Regions from separate parts of the Mus musculus genome. Here all the other regions are linked to region 1. A link is a contact called in public Hi-C and HiChIP or PLAC-seq data. All regions are on one chromosome and are shown on one strand. Each heading gives the region's core, a stretch centred on a gene start, on an enhancer-like site or on the middle of the called end of the contact. The rest is flanking DNA. Distances are from core to core; before and after follow the strand shown.

Evidence for each region. HiChIP or PLAC-seq counts read pairs in DNA pulled down with a chosen protein or histone mark. Hi-C and Micro-C count contacts between places; a contact is called where the count stands out from the background.
Region 2: a CTCF HiChIP or PLAC-seq map of the NIH/3T3 cell line shows a contact between it and region 1, with 12 read pairs. The contact joins the enhancer-like site here to the promoter of Ext1 in region 1. A contact is called at or near these places in 4 of 39 promoter capture datasets (the 3T3-L1 cell line, hippocampal neurons and second pharyngeal arch cranial neural crest), 2 of 15 datasets of contacts at CTCF or cohesin (the NIH/3T3 cell line and pro-B cells), 17 of 484 Hi-C or Micro-C datasets (the C2C12 cell line, CD8 T cells, the MC3T3-E1 cell line and 8 more), 10 of 115 datasets of contacts at active chromatin or transcription factors (bone marrow-derived macrophages, embryonic forebrain, embryonic stem cells and 6 more) and 2 of 9 other capture datasets (embryonic stem cells and macrophages).
Region 3: an H3K4me3 HiChIP or PLAC-seq map of forebrain shows a contact between it and region 1, with 3 times the contacts expected there. The contact joins the enhancer-like site here to the promoter of Ext1 in region 1. A contact is called at or near these places in 12 of 39 promoter capture datasets (the 3T3-L1 cell line, 3T3-L1-derived adipocytes, the C10 cell line and 7 more), 1 of 15 datasets of contacts at CTCF or cohesin (the NIH/3T3 cell line), 12 of 484 Hi-C or Micro-C datasets (the 3T3-L1 cell line, 3T3-L1-derived adipocytes, CD4 T cells and 9 more), 18 of 115 datasets of contacts at active chromatin or transcription factors (the 230-238 cell line, bone marrow-derived macrophages, embryonic forebrain and 12 more) and 2 of 9 other capture datasets (adipose tissue and macrophages).
Region 4: a contact with region 1 is called in a Hi-C map of pancreatic cancer cells, with 5 times the contacts expected there. The contact joins the enhancer-like site here to the promoter of Ext1 in region 1. A contact is called at or near these places in 5 of 39 promoter capture datasets (the 3T3-L1 cell line, 3T3-L1-derived adipocytes, the C10 cell line and 1 more), 7 of 484 Hi-C or Micro-C datasets (brown adipocytes, cortical neurons, embryonic fibroblasts and 4 more) and 7 of 115 datasets of contacts at active chromatin or transcription factors (the NIH/3T3 cell line, bone marrow-derived macrophages, large pre-B cells and 3 more).

Annotation. Positions count from the first base shown.
Region 1 is chr15:53,344,745-53,347,516 of GRCm38.p6, reverse strand. It overlaps Ext1 (exostosin glycosyltransferase 1), which reads left to right and starts at 1,334. Exons shown (of 11, transcript NM_010162.2): 1 at 1,334-2,772. The coding sequence starts at 2,154.
Region 2 is chr15:53,000,476-53,003,247 of GRCm38.p6, reverse strand. No RefSeq gene overlaps it. Among named protein-coding and RNA genes, the nearest start is that of Gm41323, 68 kb to the right of the region's middle. Within about 2 kb of position 1,402, at least 32 of the 459 cell types and tissues checked have an H3K27ac peak or open chromatin away from gene starts, as enhancers often do. A contact at or near this core is called in the C2C12 cell line, the NIH/3T3 cell line, embryonic fibroblasts and 1 more, where this site is marked.
Region 3 is chr15:53,067,423-53,070,194 of GRCm38.p6, reverse strand. Ext1 (exostosin glycosyltransferase 1) reads left to right here. Exons shown (of 11, transcript NM_010162.2): 11 at 1,346-1,934. The coding sequence ends at 1,531. Among named protein-coding and RNA genes, the nearest start is that of Gm41323, 140 kb to the right of the region's middle. Within about 2 kb of position 1,339, at least 10 of the 459 cell types and tissues checked have an H3K27ac peak or open chromatin away from gene starts, as enhancers often do. A contact at or near this core is called in forebrain, where this site is marked.
Region 4 is chr15:53,616,879-53,619,650 of GRCm38.p6, reverse strand. All of the region lies in intron 4 of Samd12 (sterile alpha motif domain containing 12), which reads left to right. Among named protein-coding and RNA genes, the nearest start is that of Mir28c, 4.0 kb to the right of the region's middle. Within about 2 kb of position 1,405, at least 37 of the 459 cell types and tissues checked have an H3K27ac peak or open chromatin away from gene starts, as enhancers often do. A contact at or near this core is called in the NIH/3T3 cell line, embryonic fibroblasts, neural progenitor cells and 3 more, where this site is marked.

The sequences.
Region 1 (2,772 bases), core at 85-2,584:
AAAATGGGCAGAGGTTTCAGAATGTACCAAAATATCCCACCCAATATCTCTTCCCTTCTTTATTCAAACAAATCTGAAACAACAAAGGTTGAAAACTTTCCACTCTGCCTTATTATAACCATACCATGGGTACACAACCGGCTGGGGTTTTCAGTAGCCCGAGGGAGGTAGGGATGTGTCTGCTCCCAGCTCACTCACTCCCACAATAAACAATCACTAAACAGCTTGCTGCCCTAGGCAACTGCTTGTCCAGCTTGGCCAGGCTCTGAGGCTAGGGTGGGTAAGTGTTCTAAGCCAGAATTCAGGCTGTGAGGCCAGGTAATGCTTGGGAGTCTAGCACAGCTTGGAGGTCCTGGAGGTTCCTTTCAGAATCATCCAATTAAGTTCACTCAGAATGACAGGGGCTTGGGGCAGGGGAGTCGACAGAAGGAAGGTCAATTGAAGGAACCGTGGCACATTTATTGTAAATACATTTTTTTTTTTTTTTTTTTTTTTGCTTCAAAGGTTCCCTTCTACAGCTAGGGCCAGGTGACATCTTAAAAATACCACCTCAGGAAGAATAACAACACCGATGGGGGCAAAATGAAATGGCTTTCTTTTCAGCCATTAGATCCCTCCCGGCCCAATATCAGTGAATAGAACAGGTGGGAGGGATTCGGGAATGGAAGAGAGGGCACGCAGATCAGATGGCTTTAGGAGGTGTCTTCTCACACTCAGCCACAGATCCATCGGACTGTGACAATTCCTCCTTATTGTTGAGGATTAGGGTGTCTCGGCGAGGAAGACAGAAAAATAGGTGGATTACATAGGGGAATTAGAAAGACCACTTAAACGTTAAAAACAAGACCCACCAAAAAATTGGTCCTCAGCGGGTCCAAGTGTGGGGGGAGAGACATCCCGACCTGCGCTCGCTTTCCATGAAGTCCCCACCCCCCTTCCCCTCGCTTCTCCATTTTCAAGGCATCCTTCTCCAGGAACCGGTCCTCTCAGCCTCCCGGCGGGGAGGCGTTCCCGGCTCGTGGAGACCCGGGGCATCCCGAGCAGCGGGCTGCTGGCCACGTCCCCACACTTCCTCCCGCGCCTCTGGGGCCCGTCTGGTCCGGGTTGCATTCCCGGCCCGGCGTGCAGAAGGCCGGCGGTGGGCGACGCCCGGCCGGCTAGCGCTCCGCCCGCCGCCCGTGCGCTCCTGGGTCCCCGCGCCCGCGCCGCGCCGCGCCGCGCCGGCGCCTCTGCCGGCCGCCGGGGGTTATGAATGGGCGCAGCGGAAGCCCCGCCCCACCCGGACGTGACGCCCGGCCAATGGCAGCGCGGGCTGCGTGGATGGATGAGGTCAGCGCTGTCGTGTCGGGAATGGAATGTGTAAGTGTAACATTCAGAACCGGGTAACATTCGGCGACCGAACGCGGCGGTCGGCAGTGATAGCGCGGGGCCTGCGAAGCACCGCTCGGGGCCGGCACTGCCCGCGGGGAGGACGCGCCGCCGCCGCCGCCCCGCGCCGCCTCGTGCCGCCGGCCGGGCCGCCGCGCGCCCGGGGAGCCGGCCCCGTGAGCGCAGGAGTAAACACCGGCGGAGTGTGGGAGCCGCTGCAGAAGGGAATAAAGAGACATGCAGGGATTTGTGAGGTTACGGCGCCCCAGCTGCAAGATGCACTAGCCGGCTGAAGCCGGGGCGGATTGACTTGTTGGAACCGTAGTGCTCTGCACCGGAGTGTGGATGAGTTGAAGTTGCTTTCCCCGGGCTCGTTCTCCACGCCGCCGAGAGGAATCCGAGCGGAGAGGCAGTCACTTCGTCTTGCCATTGATTGGGTATCGGGAGCTTTTTCTTCCCTGCTCTCTTTCTTTTCCTCCGTCTTGTTGCATGCAAGAAAATTACAGTCCGCTGTTCGCCCGCCCTGGGTGCGAGATCTTCTGCCCGGCTCTCTCCCGTGCATTGTGCAGCCCAAAGATGAAAGACCGAAGGGGAGAAAGTTAAAGAAATCGCCCACATGCGCTGGATCAGTCCACGGCTTGGGGAAAGGCATCCAGAGAAGGTGGGAGCGGAGAGTTTGAAGTCTTTACAGGCGGGAAGATGGCGGACTGGAGCTGAAAGTGTTGATTGGGAAACTTGGGTGATTCTTGTGTTTATTTACAATCCTCTTGACCCAGGCAGGACACATGCAGGCCAAAAAACGCTATTTCATCCTGCTCTCAGCTGGCTCTTGTCTCGCCCTTTTGTTTTATTTTGGAGGCGTGCAGTTTAGGGCATCGAGGAGCCACAGCCGGAGAGAAGAGCACAGTGGTCGGAATGGCTTGCACCAGCCCAGTCCGGATCATTTCTGGCCCCGCTTCCCGGACGCTCTGCGCCCTTTCTTTCCTTGGGATCAATTGGAAAACGAGGATTCCAGCGTGCACATTTCCCCCCGGCAGAAGCGAGACGCCAACTCGAGCATCTACAAAGGCAAGAAGTGCCGCATGGAGTCCTGCTTCGATTTCACCCTTTGCAAGAAAAACGGCTTCAAAGTCTACGTGTACCCGCAGCAGAAAGGGGAGAAAATCGCCGAAAGTTACCAAAACATTCTAGCGGCCATCGAGGGCTCCAGGTTCTACACCTCGGACCCCAGCCAGGCGTGCCTCTTTGTCTTGAGTCTGGATACTTTAGACAGAGACCAGTTATCACCTCAGTATGTGCACAATTTGAGATCCAAAGTGCAGAGTCTCCACTTGTGGAACAATGGTAGGAATCATTTAATTTTTAATTTATATTCTGGCACTTGGCCTGACTACACTGAGGACG
Region 2 (2,772 bases), core at 153-2,652, 340 kb after region 1:
AGAAGCACAAGTTAGGTGTTTCTTTGATAGAAAATCAATCTATAGGGGAAAAGAAGACTCTTTTGTGTTTAATTTTACTAAAGCTCTGTGGTGCTCCATTTAATAAATCTGGGACCCACAAGAAATCAATCACCAGATGAGACGATGTTCACACTAAACTTTCTCTGTATCAGGCAGAGGATGTCCTGTTTGTGTAAGAGAAGAGGAGGTGGTCTCTTCCATCTTTTGGAGTAATCCTGGAGTAGATTATCATGTGTAAACTATCTGGGAGACAAGCTACACTGAATATTGTTACGTCCACTAAACATTAAAGCATCCACATGGCCAGTGAAGGGCCAAAAATTGTTCAACTTATGATAATTATTGAACACATCTATAGTATTGGGTATTACTCAGATTGTCTTGCTTAAAAAGCCATTTTATCTGCTCAATTCAAGAAAATAGGTGCTGTTATGGATATCATTTTATTGCTGAGAAAACTAAGGTTACATAAACTAAAATAACTTTCCTAGGATCACTTTGTTGATAAATGGTGTTTGTTATCATTAGGGTTTACTGCTATGGACAAATACCATGCCCAAGGCAACTCTTTTAAAGACAATATATAATTGGGGCTGGCTTACAGGTTCAGAGGTTCAGTCCATTATCATCAAGGCAGAAGCATAGCAGTATCTAGGCAGATATGGTGCAAGAGGAGCTGAAAGTTCTACATCTTTGTCTGAAAGCTACTAGAAGACTGGCTTCCAGGCAGCTAGGACTAGGGTATTAAAGCCCATGTCCCCAGTTACACACCTATTCCAACAATGCCATACCTCATAATAGTGGCACTCCTGGCCCAAGAATATACAAACCATCATAATGGTATTAGGATTTAGATTCAGGATGTTTGTCTTCAGAGCCAGCTCTCTTGTTAGATGCTCGGAAAATTCTCATGTTCAAGGCTAATATAAGAAGCAAGACTAGATCATTTACAAGAAGGAAGATTGAGAAATATTAAAAGAGAAAAACAGCTCAGGGAGCAAGAAATGATATAAATTAGAGCAAATGAATCATGACTGTGGCATGAATGATGCAACATATTGGAATACAGTTCTCTCTTTGAAGGCAAATGATGTGAAGTTTGTTTAAGGAGGTTGGTTCTAATAGCTTAAAGTTGATGTCTGGGGCTGGACGGTATCTGACGTCATATAATTTACTGTCTAGCTGAGAAGAGAAGAATTATATTTGGATAACATTAGTAAATTATACAGGAGAGCAAATACATCACGGCAACTGAATGAGTACTATGGGTTAGACAGAGATCACATGAGAGGTCTTTTTCTCTGTGGTCATCATTTTGGGTTCACAGAGTCTGGCAAACTGAGAATTGCTTCCTCCAGAGTCAGAAGTTCTGAGTGCCAGGGAATAGCTGTCTCTGTGGTCTACAGTATTATATTTATGAATAATACTTTGAGAAGGCCTGTAGAGCATCTCTGGCTTGTCAAGATGAGGCAAACACAGCGATCCTGCTCTGGGGCCTCCACAGCCTGTTTGTACTGTTACCTGATGCTGGCAGTGGGGCTCTTCTTGATGGCCTCCTGTGAGAAGACTTGATTCCCTACTGTATTTGGCTGTGACAGCGGTCCTGTGGGTGGCTCCAGTATTAAGTTTGGAACAGAGGAAGTGTTGCAACACAAGCCAAGAATTGAATTTTATTTTTACAAGCTGCTTTTTATGGAATTGAATCTCTGTGACCCTCCCTGGTTACAAGAGGCTCACATTGGTGTAAGGGGCGGCTTGCATATCCTTCAATGGCAGGTAGATATTCTAACTATCCTCATGAGAGAGCACTTCCTTTGGGGAGCATCTTTAAATCTCGTGAATGATTTATTTTGGCATCTTTCCCCGCCACTATGTTTTAGCAGCACAGTCAGCTTTATGGGACAGGTAGATTGCTTTGCTTTAGAAGGAAGAGGTCTATCTCATTACTGCACATTCCAGTGTCCTTCTTCTCCATGAGAACCCAGGCTATGGCAGTTCAAATATAAATATGAGAAGTGGGGCTGATGGAGCAAATGAGGACTATCCCAAGCTTTCCTTGTGTCCGTGAGTAAAGGATTTGTTCACCTTCTGTTTCAGAATCTCCTTGGTAACTTAACCCAAAATCAAAACACCCTTCAGAAGATCCTGGCAAAGGAAATTATGCACTCATTAGCTTATAAAACAAAGTGGAAATGAAGAGGAAAGGGCAGAAGTCCCAGCCTCACTCTAACTCCTGACTCGACTCCCGTGGCTGGCTTTTGTTACTGGTGCTTTGATTTGGAGAAGTTATGTGCACTGGTGATTGAGAAATCAAGGAGAGACCATTTCAGGAGTTCTCAGGCTACATGACTTACTGTGAGTGAATAGACATGTGATATCTGTTTCCACCAACTGTAGCATGGAGCACCTGATCCAGCTCCAGGAAGGCTAAAGGCAAGGTCAATGTATGAATGCTGGTGACAGATGAGGGGATTATAACATAGCATCGTTGCTGTGGGTGGTCTGCTTTGTCTTTCCTCTGCGCTGACTCCTAGAATTGGAAGTATTTCTCCCTGCGAGACTGTGAGGCTGTCTGCTTATATTCTCTTTAGAAGCATGACAAAGCAGTGTCTCCATCAGATACCCGCCAGAGCAACCCCTGCTCAGAGATGCTCTCTGGTTGACCGTGTCCTCCGTTCCAGTGTGCTTTTAGTTGAGTGATGGATATACTTGATTCTGACTTTGCTTGGCATTAGGTATGAACTCATGTTC
Region 3 (2,772 bases), core at 90-2,589, 280 kb after region 1:
AACACATACACATAGTAAACAGCTGCTTATTTACCCGTGTTTATAATCCTTGCATGTTGAGTGTGAGCACCCCACACCCTGCACTTGTGATCTCCCTTCCCAGCAAACCAGCAACAAGAGAAACAAACAAACACAAGTCCAGTTACTGTCATCTATATATCCACTCAAACTCTCAGTGGCCTGTCCCTTAAAGAAAACTTAAGTTTGTTCCTTCCCCAACCCTACCTGGAAGTCATCAAGTCAATTTCCATCATTTATGTTGTCTAAATAATATTTGACAGCTTTAGAGGCAATATAACTAAAAAGATGGTAGCCTTTTTTTCTTTTTTAACTTTGATAACCTGAGACCATCTATTACTTAAAACAACTGTTGGCATTTAGTGGCATTGAAAAGACAATTGTTAGGTTAATGAGCAGAATTTTAATATTTACTGTAGAATCAGTCTTGTAGACATAGGCACTGTGTCACTGGATCTGAGTCACTTTTGTCTCTCAGTCATCTCAGTAGAGTAGAGAAAGTCTATAAGGGAGTGTGGGTTTATGTGCTCTGTAGCTCTAGCCATGAGTGAAGTGTAAGGGTTTCGTTTGTTCTTGCGTTATGCATGCATCTTTTTAAACAAGCCATTCGGTGGGAACTTGATAAAGGTGGAAAGTTAGATGCTTAAAGTCCAAGTCCACAGCCCATGTCTCCACACATCAACCGTGTTAACACCTGGGATTTAGAAGGCTGGAGAGATGTCTCAGCAGTTAAGAATGCTTGCTTCTCTGGAAGAGGACTAGAGGTCAGGTCCCGGTGTACATGTCAGATGACTTAGAGCTTTCTGTGATTCCAGCTCCGAGGCATTTCATGCCTTCATGTAGCCTCCAAAGACACCCATGCACACATATACAACGTGTGGAGTCTCACACACATAATTAAAATTAAATCTATGCTTAAAGAAATTTCACATAAGTATTTAGAAAACTACCTTTGAAGCAAAGACTTCATTGTGAGTCATAGCTTTGATTTCAGATATAAAAGAGAATGTTCTGTTTAGTGACTGTAGTAGTTGAGAGCCCGTTGGTAGAGGGCCGAGGGCCGTGGCTCGATCATCTGAGCTTCAGAAAGCTTCGAAAGATTAGGTGCGTTTGGTCATTGGTCAAGATGCCACATCTCGACTTCAGCCAAAGGTAAGTGGGCATGCCTAAGCCTTGCCTTCCCCAGCTTTGTAGATGGACAGGCTTGGCAACGAGGCCACACGTTCTGCCAGGTTCTGCCGCTGGTCTTTAGCAGATCCAGCTACAGTGCTTCCTCCCCCTGCCTTCTCTCTCTCACTGTCTTCCTTATTTGTCTCCTTCTCCCCAGACTTCCCGAGCATCCCGCTGGGCCGACCCTGACCACTTTGCCCAGCGACAGAGCTGCATGAATACATTTGCCAGCTGGTTTGGCTACATGCCGCTGATCCATTCTCAGATGAGGCTGGACCCGGTCCTCTTTAAAGACCAAGTCTCAATTCTGAGGAAGAAATACAGAGACATTGAACGACTTTGAGGAAGCCCACCGAGTGGGGGAGGGGAAGCAAGACGGGCGTCCAGCTGCTCTCTCCTCCTTCCCAATGCAGATCCGCTCACGCCCAGCAGTGGAGCCAGACTGTGCCAAGTATCAAAAAATCAAAAAAAATCAAAAAACAAAAAAAACAAAAAAGACAAAAAAAGAAAAAGGAAAAAATAAACAGCTTAGATGAACACAGTGACAAAACTCGGCTGGAATCCTGGCTCCTGGGGCTGCGCCAGACTGCTCCATTCACCTCACTGGCTTCTGTGTCCCACAACTAGGTTGTGTACAGTTTAATTATGGAACATTAAATAATTATTTTTGAAATGATTGCTATGCAGGTTTAAACTTTTTTAATGATCAAAACTATTAAAAACCAGAGTTCTTTCTTTAATCAAAATTGTGTTGGTTGTGTATATTTCCAAGCTGCTGCCCCCCTCCCTACAGACATGATTGCCATGGGTCACCCAGGATTTCCTGCAGTGACAGCAACAGACATCACGGGAAACACAATCAGTTATTTGACATAGTGTCAGCAAGGAACTTGGCACACACTAAGACAATTTCACATTCCAGTTTAGATGTTCGGATCCCCTTGGTCTCTAAACTGTTGCTGCATGAAAGTGTTGACTCCAGATAAGCAGATCTAACTCAGAACTTTAATAGAAATTTGGTAATCTTTTTACATGGGGATGGGTGGGGGGAGTTAGACCAAGCAAACACTGGTAGATTTAAGAAATGTTGAGCAGAGAACCAAACAACTCCCAGCATGTTAGTGATGGACGTCCCACAACTGAAACCCTATACTTCCTAGTGGTTGGCCCATAGATTCAACCACTGACCCATATATTTAATGGGGAAATCCTATGTGTTAGAGGCCAAAAGGAAAAAAAAAATGAGTCCAGATTATTTATAAGACAAGCGGTTTAATGTTTGTGAAAGACTCAAATGGCAAAGGCTTCTCTGTTAAGAAAGAAGCAGTTATGTGTAAATCCACACCATTTAACCAAAGGGTGCTTGTGAAGTACCTAACTGAGGGCATGCCTTGCCACAGAACTCATTCCAATTTGGGTTAAACACTGTTTTATACAAGAAAAAAAAAAGACAATCAAATTAATCAGAAACATGTGAAGACTTCTTTCAGTTTTGAAATAAGTAGAAAAATTTAGTTCTATTTCTTGTTAAAAACAATGCTTCCATCCATGCAAATACTGTCTTAAGTTTATGATGGTTTTGAA
Region 4 (2,772 bases), core at 156-2,655, 270 kb before region 1:
TTTATTCCAAATTGAAAGCACCTAATTTTATATATACATTATTAATTGTATAAAATGTATTAAAATAATATATTTGTAACCCATTGGTATATATAATCAGAAAATTTCACTGAAGAGACTACATGCCTCTTTGAGTCTCATATCTGCCTCAGTAAGTAGGATTTCCTTGAGTTCATTTGATAGCATATACAGCTGTATCAGGGCCTCCTGAGAGTAAAGAGACTGCTGTGGTGCATGAAAAAAACAAGCAGAGATGGTAATTAGTCCCAGCATGTGCTGCTCCAAGCACCTTTCTTGGTACTTCCCATCCACATTTTTCTTGGTGGAGTTGCCTTCCTTTTTTGTGGTTCTCTAATGCCAAAAGTTTTACTTGCATATCCTCTACGCTTGCTGAAATGTTGTGCCTCCTGTGAGCTAGGTTTCTTTTTTTGACTCCTTTTTGAATGTCTAGACCAGCCAACTCTGTTTTCCATTTACCTAGTTTTTAGGGCCCCTGTTTACCAATTTCCTGATAATGGGTCTTGAACCGCATGCTTTGACACCTTGCCTAGCTAACTGGTTGGGCAGATAATCCTCGGTGTCTCATTACTGATGCACAGGCCGCCTCTTGCCTCCTATGTTTGTTTGGTCTTCTTCTTCTTCTTCTTCTTCTTCTTCTTCTTCTTCTTCTTCTTCTTCTTCTTCTTCTTCTTCTTCTTCTTCTTCTTCTTAACTTTGTTTTCTTTGACCTTTCCATTTAAACCCAGGTTTTGTTCTAGGTTCTGCTCCATCATATCCTTGACATGTTTCTGATCTTTGGATTTTCACCAAATATCTCTGTGGATATGCCTGGAAACTTAACACTTGATTTAATTATACACCTAATACATAATGAATGAAATACTAAAGCTCAGTCGTTGTACTTAACAACAGTGATACAAGAAAGAACAAAACAAAGCTGGTAGTCCCAAAGAGTTTACTGTCATATTTGGCTGTGAAACATGATGTTATGTTATGTTATTTTGGGTCTCATATTAGTAAACTGATTATTCATTTGTTCTTGTGAAATTCCCTGAGGAGAGGAAAAGTGCTGAATGACCAGCAGTAAATAAAGATGAACAAGTCACATAAAAGTCCAAAATGTTTTCCCTTTCTACAATCTAGTAACCTTGGCCTCACCTATAAGGTGAGACTAGTAACAACTAACTCTCTTGGGGTTAAGACTGCCTCCGACAGTGCTAATAAAATACCCAACACTAGGCCATGCATAGCCTAGTCACGCCAGTAAATAGTAGCCATAGTTCTCACCTAAGTCATCCAGTGTTTATTATTCCATTTTCCAGGAACTTTGGCAACACTGGGAGATCCCAGTATTGTACTTTCAGCCTTCTCCCATAATGTCCAACCTGAGCAGGATGGGATGAGATGGAATAATGGAGCTGTGAGTCACAAAGTCAACAATGCAGTAAAGACTCGCCAGGCTTCCTCTGCACAGGGACATGGATTTCCACACCCATTTGGGGCTTTAATGTTTGTGTTCAATGTTTCCTTCATTTCCTAGCAGTCATAAGATAGAGAATAGTGTTCAAAAAGAAGGAATTTCCTTGTAATGGCCACTTACTGTCCTGTGTGTCAGGTGGCAGATGCATGTACGTTCCCAACTTTACAACATCCCTCCAAAGAGTTTCTTATTCCTGCTTACAGATTAAAAAGCCGAGACCTCGAGTTGACCAAAGTTGCATAACTAATCAAAGAAGATCTAGAGCTGTTGTCCTTTATAGCAAATGCTCCTTAGTAAGTCAAAGACTAGCTTATTCTGTCCACATTTCCCCTCCTACACAAACCACTCTTAGACAGCCAAGGAGTCTCCAGTGAAGAAATAAATTCACAGCAGTGTTGCTGTTCCATTGTTCTAATACTTTTTAAGGCTGGGTCTTAGATGAATCAGTAGAAGTGCTTGTCATAAAATTTAAAGAGGCCTTCCAGAGTTCATGCAGGTGTACACCCACAATATTGCTTATTCTAATCCCAGTCCTGTCCCTCCTGCCAAACCCCCTAGAGGCAATTACACATGGTGTCTATCACCATGGTAACCAGGACAGGCCTGAGACTGGCTAGAGACAGTTTGACATTCTTACCCTTTTGAGTCCATGCTGCTATTTCTGGACACCTCCTGCCCTGAAACTCTTTCCCCTTCTCCAGAAGTACATTTTATAACCATTTTCATAATACAGCTGCATAGGCAGCGAGAAAAGTGGCCAGGAAGTGGTCCATTTGCTGACTACCTTCTTTTGTAAGTAGCTAAGTTGCTGAAGATTGTGAGACCAGAATTTAGTGGGAAAATTTGTGCTCTGAGTAATGAGTGGGTCTGACTCTGACACAAGATGCAAGGAATTTCTCTATCCATTGTTGAGTCTCAAGTCAACCCTCCTTATCATACAGAAGAGTAAACAGATTTTAACAGAGAAAAATGAGTGAGTGTATAACCTCACTTAGCTACTTCATGCAACATTGGGAGTAGAAAGTTCATTTCTGCACTTAGCACTTTTCCATGCTAAGTCAGGGAAATGGAGTCTACCATACACAGACTTCTCTTGATTCTATTATAACCCTAATCAATACTTGTTTAGAAAGGCAGGCAGCATACTTACTGTCTGTGCTCAATTTGGCTCTCTTTCTGAAAAGCATGTTTTTATTGGCCTGCTTTGGGCTAATCATGATAGAACACCTGAAGTAGCTAACCTTTAAAAAGAAATGGGCTATTAAGCTTACATGGGAGGTTCAAATGAAAGA